Regions from separate parts of the Sus scrofa genome. Here region 1 is linked to region 2. Evidence: chromatin contacts called from public Hi-C data. All regions are on one chromosome and are shown on one strand. The core of a region is the stretch at or near the end of the contact, and the rest is flanking DNA. Distances in the headings are between cores, read along the strand shown. Region 1 holds the start of LRRC49 (leucine-rich repeat-containing protein 49). Region 2 overlaps UACA (uveal autoantigen with coiled-coil domains and ankyrin repeats).

Region 1 (5,426 bases), core at 1,238-3,737, 170 kb before region 2:
GCATTATGATGCTTCTGACTCACCCATACTATAAAAATTATGATACCATTTATATTATATCCTGAATTATATAAACTAAAAGTATTTTCTTGTAATATATATCCACTCAAGAGAAAATGAATGGTTTGGAAAGAATCTGGATGAGGCACATAGTTCCTAGAAATACATTATGTATAATAGTAGACTAGGATTTGTCTAGTGAAATCAATCAGCAAACTTTGGAGGAAATCCATTTTGTCCAATTACAGTAAGGAATATTTTCAATTAATCTAGCTAACTACTGTTTACTCAAGATTATCAAATGGTCTATTTTTCCAAGTGTTTATTTTCAGATACATAATGTAATCAACAGCTGCCTCCCTGACCAGTGGTGTCCTTACATCCACTCTCCTTGGGCCCCTCCTTATCCTCCTCATGCTTTTACCTGTAAATTCTGCCCTTCACTTTCGAGTTCCTCCAGTAACATCTATTTAACAACTTTTTAGGAACAATCTGAACTGTGCCAATTGGAGGTGTCCAATTTGGTCAAAGAAGGAAAAATTGTGTTGTGTTTTGAGACACAGTTGTGTGGGAGATGGATGAGTATATTTGAGGGCTGGGGTGAGACAGGAGGGAAAGAAAAACATACGTATCTCAAAAATCAAATCAAAAGCCCTAAGTTATGGAAATGCCAGGGATAATGACGGCAAATTGTTTGGGAAAAAGAATCTCATGTTCCTATCTTATGAACTTCTAAATCATATGCTGCCAAATAGCATTAGGCTAATATATTTCCATGGCTAATCATTTTTCTCTGGAATGTTAGATATATGCCCCCAGATTATCACATTTTATCTATTATAAGACTCCATCAGTAGTAAGACATGCCATCATTTTACCTACTACTAAGAAAGAAAAACTTTCCCAATTAAACTATGATGTGCCATCAGTTTTAAGAAGGATCCTGATTCAAGAAATGCTTACATGTCAAAAAATAAAAAATAAACCTTACCTCTTGTAATTGATGAAATAAGATTCAGTTTTTACAAGAGGTGGTTTTTTGGTTTTGTTTTGTTTGATTTTTAAATTGATGTATAGTTTATTTACAATATTATGTTATTTTCATGTGTACAACATTGTGATTAAGTATTTTTATAGATGATACTCCATTAAAAGTTACTGCAAAATAATGGTTATAATTCCCTGAACTAGATACCATATATCTTTTTGATTTCTATTTTATGTATAGTAGTTTGTATCTCTTAATCCTATACCCAATTTGCTCCTCCCCCCCTTCCTTCTCTTCTTTGGTAACCACTAGTTAGCTTTATGTAGGCAGAAAATAAAATTTAGCTTTAGATTAGTGATCAAAATAAATATACTCAAAATTTCTAGTTCAGATTCTACTCTAAATCATGCTGTTTGTTCAGAATATAAAACAGTTTATATTCAATTTTAATACAAATCTGCTTAAATCTTACTTTGTTTTTTTCAGGAAGCGATGATGTCTGAATAACCAGATGAAGCCCACAATTCACCTACAATGTAAAAATTAAAATATGCTTTTAACACACACACACTCCTCCCCAAAACAGTACAGCTAAAGATATAACAAAAATTAGAATAAAATGGAATGCTTGCTTTTTGTTTCTTTTTTGTGGTAAACTATCATGTTCTGGGAATTTGCTGAAAACAATAAAATCAAGACTAAGAATTAGAAGGTTTCACTGTGGTTTATTTTCCAAAATGTCTGCAGCAATTTAACCCTCTACTTAGCACCTCAGGCTTTTGACACTTGCCATTTCAAGTCTAGGCAAATACCTCAGTGAGACAGGTGAAGGAGTTGGGGGTGCCTGTTAATAATAAATTATTTTCTTAATTTTAAAAAAAGTAATTGGCCAGTTAAAGGAATTTAAATGAACCCTAGCCTTTCACAGCAGACCAGCTCCACCTTCTGGGAAGCCCAGATCTACGACAAGACTTTGAATACCCATCACAATATAAAATACCCTCCAAGTGTCTTGGTCCAGTCCATGAATCTCAAGCCTCGGTCAGACAATAGCTTGAGTAGACTCAGCGGTCCGGGACCCAATAATACAGCCCATCACCTAGGACAAAGACGCCAGTTAGAAAGGACGCTACGAATGTGAGAAAAGTAGAAGACTCAACCTACGTTGCTCGCAGCTCGGCCAGAAACAGAGCGGTATTTTCCGGGAATCATGGCAGGAGACTGTCCAAGAAGATCTGTTAGATCTGCCTTAAAAGTGACGCTACAGCACAGATTCAAAGAGACCGAAAGGGGTCATCTCCCAGGCAACCCGCTCAGCAGTTACCATGGAAACTACCATTTCCGGTCTGGTCCTCTACCAAATCAACCGGCCAGTGCACCCGTTGGAGCCTCTGGTTATATTTGGAGGGCCCAATACGTCACTACTCCCTTGTTCTATTTTCCTGGCCAGAAAACAAGGGAGCAGGAATGTGGAGAGGAGGATAAGACCGGGAAAAGGCCGGCCACCTGGGTAGCTATGACAACCACCACTTCCGGTCCGTCCTTCTTTACGGCCCACCTCAGCTGGGCCCGCGCGAAATTTGTATCTCTGCCTGTGACCACTCTCCGGGGAGGATTGGAGGCAAGAGGAGGAGAAGGAGGATCTGCAAGAGCCTGGTACTCTCCGAGGTGGGGCCGCAGTTCGGCACTTCCGGCGGCTGGAGGTGGGGGGAAGACACGAGGCCGACGCTGCCTCTGCAGGTGAGGGCGCAGGCCCCCAGCTCCCCAGCCCCCTAGGCAGCTACTATTCCCGCCCGCTGCGTGGCCGCCCACTGCGGCAACACCACCAAGTCAGGGAAGTCGCTGTTCCGCTTCCCCAAAGACCGGGCGGTGCGGTGCAACCACTTCGTACGGGGCCGCCGCGCCGACTGGTATGGGGGCCGTGACCGCTCTGTCAATTGTTCTGACCACTTCGCTCCAGCCTATTTCAGTGTCTCTTCGGTGATCCAGAAGAACTTGGGCTTCTCCCAGCGCCTGAGACTCGTGGCGGGCGCGGTGCCCATCCTGCACTGGCTGTCCTCCCCTGCACCTAAAGGGGAAGAAGAAGGCGACCGAACGGGTGGCCCCGAAAAGGGAGAAGAACCCCAGACAGGCAGGCAGCCCGAGACCGCCCCGGGGCCGGCCTCCTGTACTGCCCTCTAAGCCAGGAAGAAGGTTGTGACTTCACAGGTAAAGGGCTTCTTCACAGTAGTCCATCGAGGGTCGTAAAAGCATCCCGGATCTGTGGCTAGGCTCCTCCATTTAGTGTCATCTTGGGAAAGTCACCTCATCTCGAAGTTTTCTATTTACTCAGTGATATCCAAGAGCCTATTTAGCACTGACACTTTGGAATTAGAATTCCTTCTACCTCCTCTTCCCCAAACTAACTCTCACTCTCTCTTCTCTCTTCCTCCCTCTCTCATCCTTCACAGTTACCTCCACTCTCTGCTCCTGAGATTTTAACAGAAAGGGTTTAATTTGAGCACATCTCAAGGAATGAGGTGTTTAAAACTATTTCTGTACAGCATAGTACATAAGCATACTGTCAAAACAATGGGGGAAGTAGAGATGCTGATGAGGTTGAGTCTTGCTGACAACCCCTTCCCACTCCTAAACTTCCTCTTGACCAGCTGCCTTTAAATTAAATCATTCTAAAGAGATGAATTTTCCTACCTTGCTCTCTTCTGCCTGCTTTCTCCGGTATTCATAAGCATTGATTATACTTATTTTGCACCGGGTCACTACTGTCTTCCCCACTTCCCATCTTAATACTTCCTAGCCTTCTTTGAGTTAGTCAAACTTCAGCCCTACCACCATAACATAGATTAAATTATGACTGTTAACTGGATCTAAAAGGTGTTCAGTTTTAGAGATAGAAAGAATTCACCAATAAATCAAATGATCTGTAAGTGACATTTTGGCTTTGAATATAAAGTGGTAGCTGTAGAATTTTAGAGCTGAAGGAAACCTAGGTGCTCATCTAGTCCAAACTCACAATTTATGCAGAAGGAAGCCAATATAGGAGGTTAATTTACTCAAGAGCCTATAATCTTTTCTCTAGGTCTAATTCCCAGATAAAATCTCCTCCTACAATACCAACCTACTTCCTACATTGGGATGGGTGCTTAAGATCCTTTAACAGTATCCTGCAATTAATAGGATGAAGAACAAAATTATTAGCACAATTTACAGGGCCCTGCATGTTTTTTGCCCCTGCGTACCACACCAGTCCTATCCCAGTCCACAGTCCTTGTTGCTCACTGTGCACCAGTTATGGTGATCTTTCAAATGTTTTATTAGAGTCTAGTTGATTTACAGTATTGTGTCAATTTCTATTCTTTCCAATTTTTGAACATATTATAACATGAACATACTGTCTTTCCTACAAATAAGCCTTTTCTTAGTTGTTTCATATAATACCCTGGAATTTCCCCCCCCATTCCCCATCATCATCAGTTAAGTCCTTTTACATAAAAAATTAGTTCAAACTTCCTTCCCTTTTGACCCCCTAATTATATACTCTCATTCTTCATATGCTTCAATACCACATACATTTCAGTTGCGCTTATCACAGTTGTCATGAAGTAATTATGTAATTTGCTTAATGTTTGTCCTTAGATTAGAGTGTAAGCTATATGAGAGCAGGGTTCTTATCTGATTTGTTCATTATTGTATTGCCAGTACCTAGAACAATATTTTGCAAGTTTTTTTTTTTTTTTTTTTTTTTTGGTCTTTTTGCTATTTCTTGGGCCGCTCCCGCGGCATATGGAGGTTCCCAGGATAGGGGTCTAATCGGAGCCATAGCCACCGGCCTACGCCAGAGCCACAGCAACACGGGATCCGAGCCGCGTCTGCAACCTACACCACAGCTCATGGCAATGCCGGATCGTTAACCCACTGAGCAAGGGCAGGGACCGAACCCGCAACCTCATGGTTCCTAGTCGGATTCGTTAACCACTGCGCCACGACGGGAACTCCAATATTTTGCAAGTTTTAAGGAATTCAGTAAATATTGTGGAATGATTATGAGATTGTGAGAACAATTTTTTTAGTATAGAAGAATTTTCAGTTTTTACCAGTTACCCTTCTCACCAAGCTGTATATATATACAGGAAAGTGCACAAATCTTAAATCAAGAAACTGAACATGTGTAACCACTACCTAGGTCAAAGAAATAGAAAATTACTAGCAACTCAAAAGCCCCAGCTTCAGCCCTTCCTTCTTCTTCAAAGGAACCAAATTTGCTTTCTTTTTTTTTTTTTTTTTTACCTTTTCTAGTGCTGCTTCGGCACCATATGAAGGTTCCCAGGCTAGGGGTCTAATCAGAGCTCTAGACGCTGGCCTACGCTAGAGTCACAGCAATGTGGGATCTGAGCCATGTCTTCGACCTACACCACAGCTCACAGCAACGCCAGATCCT
Region 2 (4,774 bases), core at 538-3,037:
TTTCTTTAATATTGACTCAATTATATAATTAGGGAATGCATGTCTACCCAGTTAACCTGTTGTCTCTCTCTCCTCTCTCTCTCTTTAAATCTTCAGGGAGAGAACTTTGGAAGAAAGGACCATCTTTACAACAGGTTAAAAAAATTATATGTATTGTACAAGTTAAGTGCTTAGTAAACCTGGTTAGTGGTTATATAGAACTATTTTGAGTTTTAAATGCGTGTTGTTCTCTCTCTTCAGTTAATCATGCCCATGTAGAACCTAGGTATTGAGATCCTGAGGCTTTAACCAGATCCTGGCACTCAGCTTGAGACAGAGGGTCTAATTACAATGAATGTATCCAATGGGAAATATCCTGATTGCTGGCCTTGAACATCCAGTTCTTTCAAGTATGAAATATTGCACCTTGTTGAGATCCTTAGATGATGAATTTCAGCCTGGCAGGCCATAGACAGTTTCTTTCTACTCTCCCATAGTAACAAAGCTGAATATCTTCTGTTGGAAAATTTTTCAATGCAGTAAGAAATGAAAAAACAGAATTCAAAACTAATTGTATGTGATCTCAATGTCACTGTTAACATTTTGATTTCTTTTCCTTTTTCTTCTTTTTACCTTCTCTGTGTATTTAGTTTAATGAGGATCGTACCTTAAAAAACACAGTGCATGTGTGTTTCATACCTTGCACTATTATAAATTTACTCTTTAACCCTGGTTTTGTATCTAACTCTCAGTAGATGTCTAACCATTTCCCATAATATCTTTGAGTTAAAGTGAGTGGATGTGCTTTAGTCACTCTCACCGTCTTGCCCCAAGCGAGTGTAGACAGCTCTCCTCTTCTACTGGCTCTTCCCTTCCAGGCTTTCAGCTTTTCTCTAGTGAGAGGGGCCTGAACACTTCCAAACCCTGAAGAGAAAGTAATCAGGTACCTTCTGAGTGATCCTGTCATCATTCTGCATCATTTCTCTAGCTCACACCTGAATCTGAAAGCTGTGTGAAAGCATGTCTCCTTTTCAGTCCATCAGAATTAAGTTATAAGTCCGTGCATGGGTCATGTCTGCTGTCACTCTTCTTTTCCACTGGAGTAGCTGTCTTAACCTTCTCTCCATTCCTCAGATACCTAAGTGGGAGTGGAGGGAAGTAAAATGTGCATTCTTACATCTATCCTAGCCATCTCACATAGAATCATAGAAAAATGATTTCTGAAATATACAGGTATTTAAAATAAAGAATTATTGAATATTAATATGGGAATGGTATCCTGCTTAGTGCTCTAGAAGTTATCATGGAGTTAATATTCTGCTAAGGACAGTAAAACTCATTTGTTTCTGCTGTTTATTAAATACATTAAAAATATCTGCTGTAAATAGGACTTATTTATGTATTAAGGTGCTTATAATCCTTTTTATCAATTAACCTATAGTATAGTTTAAAAAATAAGATGTATTCAGTTATTTACTATATGCTCATTACTAAGTACTGGGGATATCAGCATTCAAGGTCCCTGCCCTCATGGAGCTCCCAGCCTAGTGAGGGAGATGAACAATAAGCAAATGGGTATCTAATTTAATAGCAGATGCTTTGAAGATAAGTGGAACAGGATTAGGGCATGAAGAGAGAGAGGGCGGAGAGCTATTTTAGATTGTGTGGTCAGGAAGTGACATTCGAGCAGAGGTCTAAAGGAAATGAGAAGGGAGCCAGGGGCTCTCTGGGCAAAGCCCCAAGGGTACAGGGAAGGGCAAGTTCCAAGCCCCTGAGGAGGGAGCTTGTTTAACATGTCCATGGGGCAGTAGAGGGCCAGAGTGACAGGAACCAAGGGCCAGAAGGGAAGACAGGGCCTGAAAGTGGTATGATGAGGCAGGTCAGATTCCATGTGAAGGAAGTTGCTAGAAGGAATGAGGCTAGAAATGTAGTTTGGGCCGAATTAGAGATACAGAATATAGTCTTGATGGGAATTTGTCCAAGTCTGAGCTCATTAGAATATTAAGTACTTGGTTAAGCCAAACACAACAAATAATACAAAACATAAATTACCTTGGAGAATTAAAATATTTACTCTTTATTTTGTTTGTTTTTTAGTTCTTAAAAAGGAAGAAAGCAATAGCTTTCTAAATTATTGTGTAGATTTCAGGTCAATTGGGGCAAAAAAAAGTTTATTTGCTCTCTTGTTTAATGATTGTGTTGTGTTTTTATTAAAGCAAATCTCTAAACTGGAATAAAGTTTCAAAGCAGTAAGTGTACAAAAACAGATCATGTATCCAACCAGATTACTTAGAAATCTTTTATGTAGCTTTAGTCAGTGGATTGTCTGTTTCTTTCTTATCACACCCCTTATTTTATTTCATCAGTGCTTAAAGAAATAAATAATTTCCATATTTTCTTTCATCATTAATGTAACTCCCCCTCTTCCTTTTTTTTTTTTTTTTTGTCTTTTTTTTTGCTATTTCTTTGGGCCGCTCCCGAGGCATATGGAGGTTCCCAGGCCAGGGGTCTAATCGGAGCTGCAGCCACCGGCCTATGCCAGAGCCACAGCAACGCGGGATCCAAGCCACGTCTGCAACCTACACCACAGCTCACAGCAACGCCAGATCGTTAACCCACTGAGCAAGGCCAGGGACCGAACCTGCAACCTCATGGTTCCTAGTCGGATTCGTTAACCACTGCGCCACGATGGGAACTCCCCCTCTTCCTTTTTTTAAACACTGAATTCTTTTTTGGGGAAATGGTAGCTGATGATTTATAGTACAACTTGAGTTTTGCCTCTAGTTTAAATTCTCCTTTTTAAAATATGATGGCTTTGGTTAAAAAATACTTAAAAATAAGAATTTTAAATTTTGTTATTTTTTAGTATTTTAAAATAGGTTATATTTGGTTTATTTAAAATATATATCCTTAAAGATGCTTTCCATTTGGAGTTTTAAGTGGAAACACTGCCACCTTGTGTTTTGTACAGCAAAATTTAAACTTGAATAAGCTGAAAATCACTAATTGTGTGTATTGTGTATTGAAGAAAATGTACTTTTAAAAATTCTCATCCTTGGAATTCCTCTTGTGGCTCAGTAGGTTAAGAACCCGACTAGTATGCATGAGGATGCGGGTTTGATCCCTGGCCTTGCTCATTGGGTCAAGGATCTGGTGTTGCTGTGAGCTGTGGCATATGCTGGCAGCCTCAGCTCCTATTCGACCCTTAGCCTGGGAACTTCCTTGTGCCACAGGTGTGAACCCAAAAAGAAAAATAAATAAATAAAAAATAAAAATAAAAAATCTCATCCTTGCTAACTTATGTTTTCTTAATTTTTACCAAAGCGAAATTTGACACAGATGTTAGATGAAGTAAATATGAAGTCAAGTCAGAGGGAGCATCAGAACATTCAGGTATAAAGAAAAAAGCTGGTATCTTCCTTTGCAAAGAATTCCAGTGCTATTTGTGCTGGTGTTGGGGAAAAGAAAGGGAGCACAAAGGTGGGGGAAGTGAGTAGGGGAAGGAAGGGTGGCTTATGTTTTGTAATTCTATTTTCTTGTCCAATCTCTTCTAAAAGAATTAACTTTTAATATGAATGTGTCAGTATTATCTTACAGGAGGTATTGTTTTAATATACATTAGGAAGTAAATAATAACTTTTTACAGCTTTTTGTTCATTTAAATATATCTTTTTTGGCCCATAAACTATAAATTTGTATTCATTTTAGAAAATTATAATGATAAATTGATAGTTATCAGTGTAAATAAAACAAAATCTGAACTTTTTCTTTTCTGTTTTTTTTTTTTTTTTTTGTCTTTTTGTCTTTTTTAGTGCTGCACTCGCAGCAGATGGAGCTTCCCAGGCTAGGGGTTGAACAGGAGCTGTAGTCACCGGCCTATGCCAGAACCACAGCAATGCTAGATCCAAGACGTGTCTGTGACCTACACCACAGCTTATGGCAACGCCAGGTCCTTAACCCACTGAGTAAGGCTAGGGATCAAACCCACAACCACATGGTTCCTTGTAGGATTTGTTTCTGCTGCACCACTATGGGAACTCCTGAACTTTTTCTTAAAGTATTTCTTTTGATTAAGAAAAATGATTTTGTTAACCATACAGCACTTTTGACTTTTTAGGTTCAATCAAAGTGTTCAAAAAATAATTACTATTTGGATCATGTTGAAAGAAGAGCCGTAATTAAATGGTTTATTTTATGATTGAAATATCATTAAAATATAAATTGAATAGCTGTTTCCATATAGTAAAGCAAAAGCTTTTTATTTAGATTTTCATAGTTTTTACTATGTAGTGTTAAGAAAGTGAACTGTAGCCTAAAATTAGAGCCTATAATTAGAGCACTCAAGTGATGATTAGTTTAACAAAGCATAAGAATGGTCTCATAAACTTTAGAGGTGTTAAGCAAAAGTTAAAATGGCATATTCTCCTGCTATTTTCTATTTATAGATGCTGCTTTTGTTTCTTATTTTATTAGAATCATGGTGGTTTGCTGTCTTGTATAAAGTAGTAATTACTAGTTATCATAGGACAGTAATTTTCTGTATTCTCAGGTATAGATTTTAAATTATTTGAATGTCATTGAAATTATTATATTCTTATATTTAAAGCTATTTTATATGTATATCTGTTTATAAAAGTAAACTTTTAGAAATTTCTTCTGTAAGAATTTCTCTTTTAAAAATTGGTCTGACACCTGTTATCTTTATTATTTAAGGATCTAGAAATTGAAAATGAGGATCTGAAAGAGAGGTTGAGAAAAATTCAGCAAGAACAAAGAATATTATTGGATAAAGTCA

Evidence for each region. A called contact is a pair of places that touch in the nucleus more often than the background predicts.
Region 1: a contact with region 2 is called in a Hi-C map of omental adipose tissue, with 2.1 times the contacts expected there. The contact joins the promoter of LRRC49 here to the enhancer-like site in region 2. A contact is called at or near these places in 11 of 47 Hi-C or Micro-C datasets (embryonic fibroblasts, fetal heart ventricle, fetal skeletal muscle and 7 more) and 1 of 2 datasets of contacts at active chromatin or transcription factors (skeletal muscle).

The regions. Positions count from the first base shown.
Region 1 is chr1:168,550,422-168,555,847 of Sscrofa11.1, reverse strand. LRRC49 (leucine-rich repeat-containing protein 49) reads right to left here and starts at 2,487. Exons shown (of 18, transcript XM_001928481.7): 1 at 2,153-2,487; 2 at 1,461-1,517. The coding sequence starts at 2,200.
Region 2 is chr1:168,375,669-168,380,442 of Sscrofa11.1, reverse strand. It overlaps UACA (uveal autoantigen with coiled-coil domains and ankyrin repeats), which reads left to right. Exons shown (of 18, transcript XM_021100801.1): 9 at 97-134; 10 at 4,693-4,774. Among named protein-coding and RNA genes, the nearest start is that of UACA, 75 kb to the left of the region's middle. Within about 2 kb of position 1,787, at least 2 of the 83 cell types and tissues checked have an H3K27ac peak or open chromatin away from gene starts, as enhancers often do. A contact at or near this core is called in omental adipose tissue, where this site is marked.